Regions from separate parts of the Mus musculus genome. Here all the other regions are linked to region 3. Evidence: chromatin contacts called from public Hi-C data. All regions are on one chromosome and are shown on one strand. Each heading gives the region's core, a stretch centred on a gene start, on an enhancer-like site or on the middle of the called end of the contact. The rest is flanking DNA. Distances are from core to core; before and after follow the strand shown.

Region 1 (3,147 bases), core at 113-2,612, 510 kb after region 3:
AGAATGAAACACATGAGTATGTCTCTTCATTCCCACAGTCTCCATCTCAAACAATGATGAGAGAGTAACCAGGGTGGGTCAAATGCTCTCTACAAATTGTACAAAGCCAGTGGTGAGACTAAGCTATCATTAGCACCAACTTGTCTCACTGGGGGCCAGCTAAAGCCAGTTTTCCATGTGTGCTCATTTCTACACGTTCTGTATGAAACACCAGCTCTCACACTTTCTACATAAGTGCACACATGGTTTATATAATAAGCCATTAACTAATCTGGTCCATTGATGAGCATTGAGCTTCCAGTGAGATACAGTGTGCTTAGATCTCAGATGAACACACTGTGGCAGAGGATTTAGAGTACAGCTTTTCTACTCTGAGAAAATTGGCAGGCATTTTTTTTTCATTCTTGTTTCTTTATTGTTGGGATTTGGGTTTGGGGCTTGGGGACTTTGGGGGGTTATTTTGGTTGTTTTGTTTTTGTTCTTGTTTTGTTCTTTCATCATTGTGATGAGAACATGTCTGTCAGCCACCTCTGGGCTTCATTCTAATTGCTGCCTTTATTTTATTCCTATGTGTGAGTATGCCTGAGAGTGTGTATGTGCGCCCCAGGGTGCAGGTGTCTGAGCAAGCCAGAAGAGGGCATCAGCTGCCCTGGAACTGAGTTTCAGGTGATTGTAAACTACCTGATGTAGGTGCTAGGAACTGAGCAAGGGACCTCTGCAAGAGCAGCAAGTGCTCTTAACTCCTGAGCCATCTCTCCAGACCCCAGTCTGCATTCTTAATTAAGAGTATTTGTGGCATTTTACCATCTTGAAGCAAGTTACTTTTTTGGAAAAAAAAAGTTTAGTTTTGGTCTTCTAATTTTCTTGTCAATGATGTAATGAATCTCTTTCTGACATGGAAAACTAATCTGGACCCCAGCCCTAGTCTGTGTTCTTCTTAGTGTTGATCATTAAAAATCCTCTCCTCCTGTCCTATAAGCATCCCCAACATTGCATTTGTGTCACTGGAGTGAGATGAATTCACTTCCATGACAACTGTGAAATTGAGCCCCCTCTGAGCTCCATCACCTACTGCAGGGCTGGTGCATAGTGGGTCCCAGTGTCCCAGTGTCCCAGTATGGATCTGAATGAATGTAATCAGGCACAAACGTGTTTGTGCTTTTGATGCATTGTCTAATTCAAGAGAACAGCTAAGCAGTCTGGAAGACAGACGTGCAAAGGCCGATGATGGTCACTCAGAGTGTGGGAAGATCCCTTGCTTTGGTAAAAAGGTCCTACTAGCAATTTGGGACCCATTGCCTATTGCTGTATGTAGTCCCTGTTAGTCACCAGAAGGATGACTCAAAATGGGTCACAGAGAGAGCAACATGGGAGGATGTTAATGAGTACGCTGGATGAATCAGATGGGCCTGGTTTGCTTCATATTCGGTCTGATCCAGTTTCCACGCATCTTGCGAAAAGAAGGACACACGTGAGGGTGACATTTTAATCCAAATGTATCAAAAATGTTTTGTGATATGAGCAGGGGTCAGTGAGGAAAAATTCAGTTCCCCTCTGAGGGCTCATTTAAACGAGCAGCTCCATGCTTTGGAACACTTGGCAAGAGGACAGCCGAGGGCCTGTGCAGCCCATCCATGCAGATCAAGTCAGTCTCTCAGCTTATATAACACAGAAGAAGCAAGGTCCAGGCCTTCCAGCCAGAGGAGAGCCGAGCTGACAGGCATGTGGAGGGATCAACACGGGGCCTGCTTAATATTCCTGACACTACTTCCTGCTTCTAATAAAATCTGCAGCCTGATGGTTTGCTTCCCACCTCAGAAATGGAGGAGATCCCTGGAGAAGAGAGGTGCGTGGCCTCACCAACAGGATCGAAGCTTTAACTCAGTAAATGTTAGAGCCCTGAAAGGCATGAGGGAAGCAGGAGCTTAATTAGACACACATTGCTCCATCAAGTCATTATTTATTCAATATGGTTCATTCAAATACAGGGGGAAAATCCCGAACAGTAACCAAACAAAAGCTCTCCCTCGGCTGCCCCATTGTACTTTACACAGGCCATGAATGAAACAGATGGAGGAGGGGGAAGGATGTGTTCTTAATTGCAGAGAGATGCAGTGAGGTGTTTCCAACAGTGGCTTTGGGCAATGGGCACATGACAATCTATTTTTTTTCTGGTAACCACTATTCCACTTTTATAGACAATTTTTATTGTGAAATGACACGGGTATCAAAATAAAGGGGTTTAAACTTATACACAAAGGTCTAAAAGTGCCACAGACTATCTAGTATGATTGCTTACACAATATGACACTCATCTACCTAAAAAGGTACCTTCTACATAATGACATGCCCCACTCCAAAGGCTCACCTTCTGGTTGTTTAATCAAAATTTCATTTCTATGTAATGTCTTCAATATCTTTGAAATCAAGCTCTTCTTTGCCTGGTTTTACACTCTTAGATATATTGTGTGAGGAGCGGGTGTGGCAGCAGTCCCAAGATGGCACCCGGGACTGCAGCTAAGTCTTATGACTTGCACCTGACTTCCTCATACACCTGAAAATAAGCCACGACCATCGTGAGAGCTGCGCAGGTGCACCATGATGCTGGCGGTGTAAACAAGTGCATATTTGGTGGAAACATGCCCCTGCCGCCCTGATTGGCTGAAGCTGCATGCCTGGTGAGGTGGCGTGGCCTGCTGTAAGTGGATGATGGTGGGGGGGGGGGGCTGAGAGTATATAAGCAATGCCAGTTTTGGGGCTCGGGGTCTTTCGCCTTTGCTATCACGCTCTTCCAATAAACGTGTGCAGAAGAATCCTGTTATGGCATCTTCCTTGCTGGCGAGTCGGGCGTCCACAATATTGAACTGGGGAGATGCCCTGTCTGTGTTTCTTGCCTTGAAAGAATGAGGTCTTGAGTTCAATCCCCACAACTCATGTAACGAAGCTGGGTGTGGAACGGTGGTAAGTACTTGTCATACCAGTGCAGCAGTGGCAGAGACTGGCAGAAAGCTGGGAGACACTGGTCATCAAACTTAGCCTGTTTGGTTATCGATAGGTTCAGTAAGAGATTCTGTCTCAAAAAACAAGGTTCGTAGTGCCCAAGGAAAGACACCTGAGGCCTCTGGACTAAACACACATACACCACAT
Region 2 (3,211 bases), core at 244-2,743, 440 kb after region 3:
GTCAACTTTGAGAAAATGCAGCTTCAGGTACAGGCACGTGCATGTATATGTTGTCACCATGTCTGAGGCCCGACAATCAGCTAGTGATGCTGGCATCAGTAATGCACAGCTGATCTTCCTGAACTGTCTTTGTCTGCGCCTACTCCTGTCTCTTCGGCCCCATTACCATCTTTCTAAAGAGTTCTCTATGCTTGTTATCCTTGCTATTGAGTGCAGTGAGCTGCTGCTCTGGGCACTTGCTTTAAGTTTTCACATGTTAGATGGTGATTTGGCTAACTCTTAGTAGACTGTGTATGCCATGACACTAGAGTATCTCTCTCTCTCTCCCTCTCTCTCTCTCTCTCTCTCTCTCTCTCTCTTTCTCTCTCTCTCTCTCTCTGTGTTTGTGTGTGTGTATGTATGTGCTCACTCATCACAGCATATACATAGAGATCAGAGAACAGCTCTTGGGACTCCATTTTTCCTTGGTACCTTACAAGATCCAGGGATTAAACTCCAGTTGTCAGTCCTGCCCACAAGAACCTCTTCCTACTAAGCCACTTTGTTGGCCCTTTTTTTCTTTTGATTCTCCAATATATTTTGTGTCGCTCGGAGAAAAAGGTCTTGAAGGTGTTGAGGTGTTGGCTTAATTGTGCAAAGGTGAGTGAAAGGGAAAACTGGTTTTCTTTTTCCTTCTGCGTGCTCAGATTTGAGAAAGTATCGCAACTTGGCAAAAAGGAAGCTTCTGGCTCAGCTAAGCCCACAGGAAATCAGGGACTGTGACCTGAAGGAGGTAGCTCCCTATCTAGGCATTGAAGTCTAAGACAAAGTTGGCCTAGGAAAGGAGCCAGGAGAAGCTGGGGACTTTGCCATAGCTCCTGAGATGCACAGAAGACAAAGCCTTTCTGCCTGTGCCTCCCTGTTTCTGGAGAATGGTAAGAAAGATGGTCGAGTGTTGGGATTCCCCTTGCCAGCTATGGCTATGGAAGACATGAGGTGGAGGGACAGAGCTCTAGGACAGCCTGCCCAGGACAGAACACCAACTTTGTGAGTGACATAGTCTCTATAAAGGAAAATATTGCTGTTCTGTGTCATAGGAGCTGAGAAGCAGCAGAGCCTGACGTCAGCTTTTGGCATGTCTGGGGGTCACAAGACCCTCAAAAGCCCTGGGTCTCACTCTGGTTCACCTTCTCACAGTGTCCTGCCCTGGACCTGGCCTGTTGTCACAGTGTGTCAGGAAGGCCTCTGATCCTGTGGAGCTGCTGGCACGGAGGGCTGAAGTGCTGGCCTGCCTGGCATTCTCTGATATCACTTTCATCTGGTGATAGTGCTTGCCCTGCACAGGCACCCATGTGAAGGAGCCATTCTTCCTCAGCCCCTTTCCATAACTCAGCTCAGTCAGCTCATTTGGCAAGGTTTGGCCTATGATGTGCCAAGGTCACAGAGTAGATGTGTGCCACACACATGGACACCCTGGGTAGAATCAAAGGAGGAGGCTTGATGCCATCTGGCCCAAGATGCTCACATTTCAGCTGAGTAAAGTGAGGCTCAGGAACAGGTTGTGACAAGTCCAAGGTCCCCCACTCAACACTGCCAAGGGAGCAGTGAGAGCCAGACATGTTTGAGACTTGTCCTTGAGGTGCTGGGTCACCAAAAGAAATTGACAGTTAAAGAAATCAACCCAAGTGTCACAGAGTAGAACAGCCCCAAACAGGTACATTGCACTATAGAAATGATGCCTTTGTGGCTTCCTCCCTCAAGCGTACAGCATCTGGATCCTGGGAGACAAGTTATTTTCCCCTCTCTGAATTTGTAATTCAGGGATAAAAATGACTAATCGTGCATGTCACACTGTCTCTGAGCTTGAGGCATTCACAGTTAGTTAGAAAAAAAAAATCAATATGCAGTCTAAATATGTAAGACACACAGCTAAGTCAAGAACCAAGGTTTTTTTCTCAGAGGAAGTAGTGACAAATGGTTCCTAGACGCTGAGGATACAGTGTGAACCCAGGGTGTAGTAAGCAACTCCCCATCCAGGACTGGGCTGGGGCACAGACACAGACAAGGGCTGAGACACAGAGCTGAGGCAAGGGTCAGATCTTGACACCGGAGTTGAAAGCAAGCACCGTCCTTCATCAAGTTCAGCGGCAACAGAATGGAGTTAAACACTAAACACAGTGTGTCTCCGCAATCCCTGGAAACCCAAATGATTCATTTTGGGGGACATCACACGTGATTACACCTAATGCCGTCTACTTGAATCATGTCAATTTTGTAGTTGGAGTCTCAGAGTTTCAAGGGTATGAAGTTGATGGCTACTTTTATATTGCATTTAAACCCACTTAGTCAAACTTGGTGAAGATTTATGTAGGTTGCCATGAAATACTGAGCCCTGGAGCCTGGGAAGAAGTAAAGGCCAGCCAGGAGGACGTTCCAAATGCTTAAAAGAAATAGAATCAGTTAAGTTCCAGGCTTTGAAATACAATACCCATGTTCCACTATCTAAAGATAACCAGTTCTGATTTACCTTGACCAAGTAAAGTCACTTCTCTAAATCTGCCTCCTCTTCTGTAACAGAGATAATGGTAAAGAGAATTAAATCACTAAGTGATAAAGACCACTAGTGATCCACAGAGGGCTTAGCACCGAACCTGGGAAAAGCATGTGTTCAGTAACAATGAAATTAAGGGTTCACAGTAAGAAATACCAACAAACGTCAAAGTGAGGGCAAAGAGTTCTCTCTTTCTCTCCCTCCCCTGCTTTGTGGTTGATCTCTCTCTCTCTCTCTCTCTCTCTCTCTCTCTCTCTCTCTCTCTCTCTCTGTCTGTCTCTCTCTGTTTGTGTGTGTGTGTGTGTATGTGTGTGTGTGTGTGTGTGTGTGTGTGTGTGTGTGTGTGTGTGTTTATAAGGGACAAGGAGGCATGTCACCTATCCAAGGATGATCCTGAACTTCCGATGTAGCTGTCAATGACCTTTAACTTCCAAACCTTCTAAAGCCCCAACTCCCATGTGCTGGGGTTATATGCATGTACCACCCCACACTGCTTTTGCAAGCAAGGCAAACAGTCTTATTGATAAGTCTGGGCTGCATCCTCAGCCCCACTCTTGCTACATTTTGATGCAACATTGTTCTGTGTGAGACCAAGGAAACTTTAGAGGTAAAATTTAGGAGTTAGGAATTTTGAGTTACTACATCCAGGCCCCAAAAGCCTGGGCCTGGCTCCTTCTGGGC
Region 3 (3,579 bases), core at 747-3,246:
CAGCTAGGTAGGCTTGATTGATGTCATAGTCATTAGCTACATTCGATGCAAATAGGGAAGATGGCTGATGGTCCAGAGGTTGGCTTCTGTAAGGAGTAACCATTTCAACAGACATTTGTGTCAGCGATGTAGGGTAACTGAGAAGAGGGTGTGCCATGTCTGCCTGTGAGGTACTTGTAGTCCAGTTGTGTGTTCAAGCTTCTCTCTCTGAGACCTGGGGCCTTGAGAGACAAAGCCTTTTCTTCTTCAGGACTCAGCCTCATGGAACCAAGGAGGTGCCTAGGGAAGGGTGGGTGCTTCTCTGACATCTCAGCTTTTTGGAATTTAGCCTAGTAGTTAAGAACACAGCTTCTGGAAGTAAGCTGTCTGGGTTCAAATGCTGTGCTCAGACTTTCATATTGTGGCACTTTCTGTACACTCACAGCGGGGACAATGGCATCTACCTTCCAGGGATATGGTAATGTGACTATCACTAGTCACTAAAGCTTTGACCAGACCACACATTTCTGATGTACCTCGGTTGATCTGCTGTACCTGGCTTCCCTCATCCCTTCTATCCATTCAGTCTAATTATTATGGGTCAAGAACAGCAATTGTCAGTCAGTGTGCTGGGAGCTGCAGAATCAGCCAAGTCACATCTATCCTTGGAGTCTCCTCCTCTGAGGTGGTTAAATCTCAGTCTTTCTTAGGGAATACTTCTTTGCCTCGTCCACCCGGACAAATAGATATTTGTCATCCCTGTAATACCAAAAAGTGGAGAGGGAGGGAAGGAGGGAGGGAGGGAGGGAGGGTGTCCGTTCCTTTTCCTCATAACATTTGGCTTTTTAGGAGAGTCACTGTGCCAGAAATTTTGGAATATCTTGTTACTTTAGACAACGGAAGACAGGGAGACTTCTCATTTTTAATTGGGAGTAAAAACTTGTGTATGGAGCAGAGGTGAGGTTTCCACAGGTCAGAGAACTCACCTCTGCTGGGCTGGATTGGAGCTGAGGAGGAGGGGCAGCAGAACTGAGTTGGCTTCCTTCCACGAAGTGAGAAATCGCCACGGCATGGATGATGCAACTGAACGGAGATGGTGCAGAAAGTCCTATCAGCACATTGACTCACCTCGCCCAGCCTCAGTTTCCCTTTGTGTAAAAATAAGAGGTCCGAAATTCTTGTACAGGGCACTAGGTTTACCCGAGGGCATGAGCAGGAGAATGCCAGCTGCAGACAGATTCACAGGGAGGGAGGGTGCTTGTGGGATATGAGGGCTTCCACATCTAGGCACAAGGAATATTCCTCCTTTTCTGTTTTCTGGGTCCCTGCATAGCTGGCGGCCCCAGTGAAGGGCTGTAGGGGGCAGCCTGAGTGTTCTGGCTGGGGGTGGGGTAGGGTGGGGTGGGGTGGGCAACAGCTGGACAAGTTACTGGGAAATCATATTATTTCAGACTACTAGGTATTCTAGGGGCGTAGTGATGATGGTGGATCTTTTCTGTTTTATTTGATGAAGTTGGCCTTGATAAATGCTGCTGCTTTGTTTTTTCGCTCTCCCACATGTTTGTAAATCTTCGAAACACGCAGTTCCAGTATAAAAGGGAGGTGTAGAAGGGACTTGATTTGAGCCTGGCTGGAGGCATGCAGCTTTTGGAGTGGCAGCTTGTTGTCACCTTCCCCTGAGACAAAGGCTGTATTAACCTTGGGAGCATCAGGCTTCTTGGCCACTTTCTCTGAGGCCATCCTGATGTGCATTTTCCTTTCTCATCTCTAGGGAGGCAGCACACAGAACGCAAGGCCGCCGAGGATGGAGAGGGTAGGGCTCTGCGAGGTGCCTCTCCAAGGCCTGGGTCCCCAGGTCAAGGGCAAGATGTGCGGTGCAGGCACTCCCGAGCTGGCTGGCGCAGCAGCTAGGATGCTGCGCAGAGCGCTGCTGGCGGCGTCGGGAACTGACCAGGCCGCGTGTGAGCGCCGGGATTCCTGCTCCGGCCTTAAATATGCCGGTTATTTTTATCCCCCTACGTCAGGCCAGCGAAGGCCATCCCACCAGTGGCCGCGGCAGGCTGCTACACAATGTTTCCCTTCAGTCGGGAGGGGAAATGGAGGGAGGCCAGACTTCCTGATCACATGGTGCTGAAGTCAATGAAAAAAAATGAAGGGGGACCCCTCCCTTGCGCTGGGGTGCGCGGGCCAGGGCCCCCCACCCACCCCCTCGGGCCGCGCGGCCAGGGAAGCGCAGGCTCGCGGGCGGGCGCGGGGCCAGGCGCAGGACCGGGCAAACATAAACACCAGATCGGGGCAGTAATTGGCGGCTCCGAGATCGCTGAGGAAATGAGAGGCTTGTACGAAACATCAGCCGACAAGAAACGGGGTGATGTCAGACAGCCTTCCAGGATTAGAAACCCTTAAAAGCTCCGAGCCCGCGGCGGCTGCGGAAAAGCGCTTTCGGTCCTGGCTCTGCGGGTAGGAAGCCCGCGGACTGCGGACGACTCCGGGCTCCTCTCTTCCTCGCTCTCTTCTCCTCTCTTCCCCCCCCCCCCCCCCCACCCGCTCTAGTCTCTTCTCCTTGAATTCCCTTTTTGATTTTGAACTAAAAAGAAGGGGAAAGACGTCAATTTCCATGTCTAAAGCATCTCGCCTCCCCTCCTCCCTCCTTGTATCCTGTTACTACTTTTGGACTAACAGATCCTACTCAAATCAAGCAGGAGGGGGATAAATAAAAGTTTAGCTCTGTTGTCCGAGTCTCTTCGGTTTCTTCTTACATTCTCTTAGAACTGCGAGTTGCAATACTTAGCACACACAACAGGGGTTTTCTAGCTGCTTCTCTGCTCTCCAGTCTTGAGGGCAGCTTAGCTAACAGTCAGTGGCAGGTTGTTCCCTAACCCACAGGAGCCTCCTGTGACCTTACGGTAGAAGCTGAGCCTCATTTGTTCATTGCCTGCATACATCAAAAAAAGCGCCACTTTTCCAGGCGTTTCTCTTTCAGTGTTTACCTGGATTAAAGGGGGTGTGGATGTTTGGAAAGGGCTCGAGCCCCTGCAAGGAGAGGCACCCAAGGCACCCTTTTCAAAGGATGATTTATGTTTGGGTTTTCTCAGATAGGGGCGCAAAGAGTCCGTTCCCTGTCTCTGTGACAGGTGAGCTCCGCACCTGGCTCCTAGCTTTGGGATATTTCAGCAGCTTCACACAGCACTGTCACTTACTCTCCTTTAAGGCAGGTTTGCTCACCTTTCTTCCAGAGACCCAGGAAAGGGTCACAGCTGGGCCAAGTTTGTACAACCTCAGAAGAAGAATGGGGCTAATTCCAAAGACATAGGTTTAACTCATTGCTGTCCACTCATTGTACTCCCCTGCAACACTGTTGAATCTTTTGATAGTTCCCTCCCATGGTTGACAGTCACTTGAGCCAAGTATATCATCCAGTTATACCACCTGCTGGGTGGCAGATAAAAGGCTGTTTTCCAGCTGTTCTCCACACATCTGTCTTTGGTGACTGGGTGCTCTGAAAAAAATCACACGAGGAGGCCTCGTTTTCTAGTACACCCCGGTTGTCCTAGGTTAGATACTGATGTCTCCTTTCCTTCACTTCAGAGTCTTGGGGTC
Region 4 (3,374 bases), core at 528-3,027, 380 kb after region 3:
AATAACAAAACAAAGTAAGAAAGAAGGGATGCTACCAGACTGTGTGTTTTTAGGAGAAGAGCATTCCAGAAAGAGGAAGAATATTCTCTCAGGTATGCACACCATGTATGTCAGAACATCGAGGAAGGATATGGAGCTACAAAAATGTAAAAAATGAGACCTAGGGACAGAAATGTCAGGATGGTGAGGAGAGCTGGTGGAATCTTGGATCCACTATGACATCCCCAGAGTCACACATGGTAATCCTTGACTCTGAAATCTTAAGACTGGAACAGATCTGAAAACATACACTCAGTGTGTGTGTGCCATTGTGAGCATGCGTGCGAGTACATGCATGCATGAGTTTGTGGTGTGTTTATACAGTCTTGTCTTGATGAACCACACAGCCCAGTGGGAGAGACGTGTAAATAAACATACAATCAGAACTGTCCTGTGATGAACAGATGCCTCAGTAGACAAAGACTGTGGCTTGAGGACTCAGAGGAGGATACGTCATCCTCTTGCAAGAAACAGGGGAGGTTCTAGAGAGAAAGACAGTAGGCCTGTGGTAAAGGGAACATTCATCAGGCAGTTATTTTATAAATTTTCCCATGGGTACACCGAAACTCCAAGGATTTGGATTCGTCCTGAGTTTACTGGTACCGACACCAAAAAGGGGCTCTGCTTTCTATTTGGATGATACTCTGTAGATCACGTGTGTGATGAACCCAGCTATTAAGCATCTTTCTCCAGACACCATCAAACAGGAGGCCATGGCCACTAATCAGGGCATCTTGTGCTCCTGATGTCACTGCCTGCCCTCTGTTGGAACATTTCTTGCTTGAGGACTCTCCTTTAATAAAATCTAGAGCGAGCATTACAAAGACAGCTCTAGGCAAATGAATTCTTCATGCCGGAAAGTCCTAGAGCCGCGCAAGAAGACCTCCTCTCAGACAGAAAGCGTGTGGGCAATAAATGTGAACCACCGGTACCTGAAGCTGACACAGTAACTACCTGACGCACTGACATGGATTCTCCCTGAAAGAAGAGAGTTTGCAAAATTGGTTTCAGGCCGGTTTGGTTTGAGGTCTGGGTACATTTATTTACAATCGGGGTGATCACAAGTCTGCTTTCCTCCTGATGATAGGATGGGGCACTTGTCTTTCCAAATCCTAAGATTGTTTGAAAATGGAGTCTGAGGAGCTGTGTGGTGGCTTAGAAAATACTACAATTACACTATATGCTTTCATTTTTCAAGGTGATATTTAAAACAAAATCATTGGTTGTGCCATCAGTGGTTATTGGCAGATGAGTCACCACACTTAAGTTAGCAGAGCCCACCTAGGTGTCTGCTAACAAAGGGGAGAGTAAAGAAACTACAGTGCATATACACAATCCATTTTTCTTCATCCATAATGAAGAACTCTATGTATTAATCTTCAATAACATAAAAATAAATATCACTGGTTTCTTTAGTCAATAGACATATTTTCCTAGTGTTTCAAGTCTATACCATCTTTGTATCAAATATCGTAAAAACTTGGAGAAATTTCTATCTGAAACCAACCTTCACGTTATAGATGTATAGACAGATAGATATATGGCCAGATATTAAGACATATAGATATAGGGCAAGAATTTCACCATGGCTTATGTAAGAAGCACATAAAATTCACAGCAAAGCAGATCCCATGTCCCCTGACTCATCCTTCCGTGCCTTCAACAAGTTGACAGTGTGCAACTCACAGAACATGTGCGTGCGGCAGATTCTTCCTGCTTCTGGCTGAGTCAGAGACAGGAAGTACGGCTTCCTTCTGGATTCTTCCATGACACCATTGCATCCTCCCTTAATAAGGACTCTCACTTAGTTCATCTCCTTCATAGAAGGCCATTTGCAAACACCTGTTCACTGCCAGGCTGATATGGTTGCTTGCATTTGAATCACACTCTTCAATCTTAACCTGGTGCATTATTGGTAAGCCCACAGATGGGGAAACTGAGGCACTGGAAGCTGGCATAAAATGGCTGGGAAACAGCAAAGCTGGAACGCTCATTTTAAAAGACATAATGCTTTTATTTCCTTCCATTGCACTGTGCATGCCAGCTTCAGAAGGTCGGGCTCCATCAGAAATAATCTTTCCCAATGGCAGCTCAAAAAGTAGAATCAGTGTTCACAAATAAACCCTGGTGGGCAGAATTAAGATCACAATTTAGACTTCTGGGGTAGCAGGACTATTTTTTTTTTAAACAAGATTGCAAAAAATAAAAATGGCAGTAATATTTTCCACATACTCAGTGACTCTTCTCCAGAGCAGTTTCACAAATTCAACGGAGATGAATCACAGGTAGGATTTACGAGTGTGTCCAACATGTAGCAGTGTGGGAGGCCCTATTACAGACAATGTCTATGTAATGACAGGAGCGCTGAAACCAGGCTGCTTAAATCACAGACGCTTGGCAGATAGGATGGATTCATTATGATTGTGTAAGAGGGCAGAAAAAGAAGAGTAAGTAGTAAGGCTTACTCTAGAAGCGGCTATTCATAACGATGTAGTAGTCTTCATCTTCCTTCTTGTCCTTGGACACGACTTAAAAATATTCTTCCAGAACTAGACCATGTAAATATGTCTATTCTGCTTTCATACTTGGTCATCATGGTGTTATTTACAGGCGATTGGGATCAGAATCCATTATATGCATGTGTGGTATTCTCAAAGAATTACTTAAGATACTATATTGCAAAGATATTATATACTGTGATATAAATTATTCCTTTAAAATAATATTTGGTGGATAGAAATAGTCCGAGTGTGGGAATAAAAGAAAAATAGGGAAGAAGCATGCAAGAGGTGAAATTAAAATGCAAAAGAAAGGAATGGAGATGGGGGTGGTCCCATGAGAGAAGACGACAGTGACCATCTCATGCCAATGATACCCTGGCCTCTCCAGCACCAGTTAGCTTTTCATGGCATCATTTGGTTGGCTCTTAAACCCACTGTGAGTCCTTCCGTAGCACTGGCAAGCCTTGTCTGGAAAGGGTCAGTCAGTATGTTGTTCATGCTTTGCCAGAATTATGATGTCTGTAGCAATTATTCAACTCTGCCCTTAGAGAACCAAATCAGACTCCTCAGTCCAATAACATTCATTTGGCACAAACACAGTAAGGATGGGATATCCTCCACCCCAGGGTGGGTTCTTTTATCAATTCTCATCTGGACTCTATTAATAGTCTCCAAATATCTGTTGGTGGAGTTTTTGTCTTTGTCCTCAATCACCTGAGAGAGATTTGAAAATCGTTACAGAAAAGTCAACAAGATGCATACAATGTCTGGGGCATCAGAGAAAACGAAGCCAGTTGATGTGTGTCAGTCAGTGGGACAGCCTTGTAAGTGGAA

The links. Hi-C and Micro-C count contacts between places; a contact is called where the count stands out from the background.
Region 1: a contact with region 3 is called in a Hi-C map of uterus, with 2.2 times the contacts expected there. The contact joins two enhancer-like sites. A contact is called at or near these places in 1 of 15 datasets of contacts at CTCF or cohesin (the NIH/3T3 cell line), 2 of 484 Hi-C or Micro-C datasets (cortical neurons and uterus), 4 of 115 datasets of contacts at active chromatin or transcription factors (the NIH/3T3 cell line, astrocytes, craniofacial prominence and 1 more) and 1 of 9 other capture datasets (embryonic stem cells).
Region 2: a contact with region 3 is called in a Hi-C map of cerebellum, with 1.6 times the contacts expected there. The contact joins two enhancer-like sites. A contact is called at or near these places in 2 of 484 Hi-C or Micro-C datasets (bone marrow-derived macrophages and cerebellum), 2 of 115 datasets of contacts at active chromatin or transcription factors (cardiomyocytes and large pre-B cells) and 1 of 9 other capture datasets (embryonic stem cells).
Region 4: a contact with region 3 is called in a Hi-C map of bone marrow-derived macrophages, with 18 read pairs. The contact joins two enhancer-like sites. A contact is called at or near these places in 5 of 484 Hi-C or Micro-C datasets (the BV-2 cell line, bone marrow-derived macrophages, nephron progenitors and 1 more), 5 of 115 datasets of contacts at active chromatin or transcription factors (the NIH/3T3 cell line, astrocytes, cardiomyocytes and 2 more) and 1 of 9 other capture datasets (embryonic stem cells).

What each region holds. Positions count from the first base shown.
Region 1 is chr4:56,159,364-56,162,510 of GRCm38.p6, forward strand. No RefSeq gene overlaps it. Among named protein-coding and RNA genes, the nearest start is that of Gm42291, 160 kb to the right of the region's middle. Within about 2 kb of position 1,363, at least 16 of the 459 cell types and tissues checked have an H3K27ac peak or open chromatin away from gene starts, as enhancers often do. A contact at or near this core is called in uterus, where this site is marked.
Region 2 is chr4:56,089,613-56,092,823 of GRCm38.p6, forward strand. No RefSeq gene overlaps it. Among named protein-coding and RNA genes, the nearest start is that of Gm12519, 90 kb to the left of the region's middle. Within about 2 kb of position 1,494, at least 10 of the 459 cell types and tissues checked have an H3K27ac peak or open chromatin away from gene starts, as enhancers often do. A contact at or near this core is called in cerebellum, where this site is marked.
Region 3 is chr4:55,649,270-55,652,848 of GRCm38.p6, forward strand. No RefSeq gene overlaps it. Among named protein-coding and RNA genes, the nearest start is that of Gm12511, 79 kb to the left of the region's middle. Within about 2 kb of position 1,997, at least 310 of the 459 cell types and tissues checked have an H3K27ac peak or open chromatin away from gene starts, as enhancers often do. A contact at or near this core is called in bone marrow-derived macrophages, cerebellum and uterus, where this site is marked.
Region 4 is chr4:56,025,099-56,028,472 of GRCm38.p6, forward strand. No RefSeq gene overlaps it. Among named protein-coding and RNA genes, the nearest start is that of Gm12519, 26 kb to the left of the region's middle. Within about 2 kb of position 1,778, at least 5 of the 459 cell types and tissues checked have an H3K27ac peak or open chromatin away from gene starts, as enhancers often do. A contact at or near this core is called in bone marrow-derived macrophages, where this site is marked.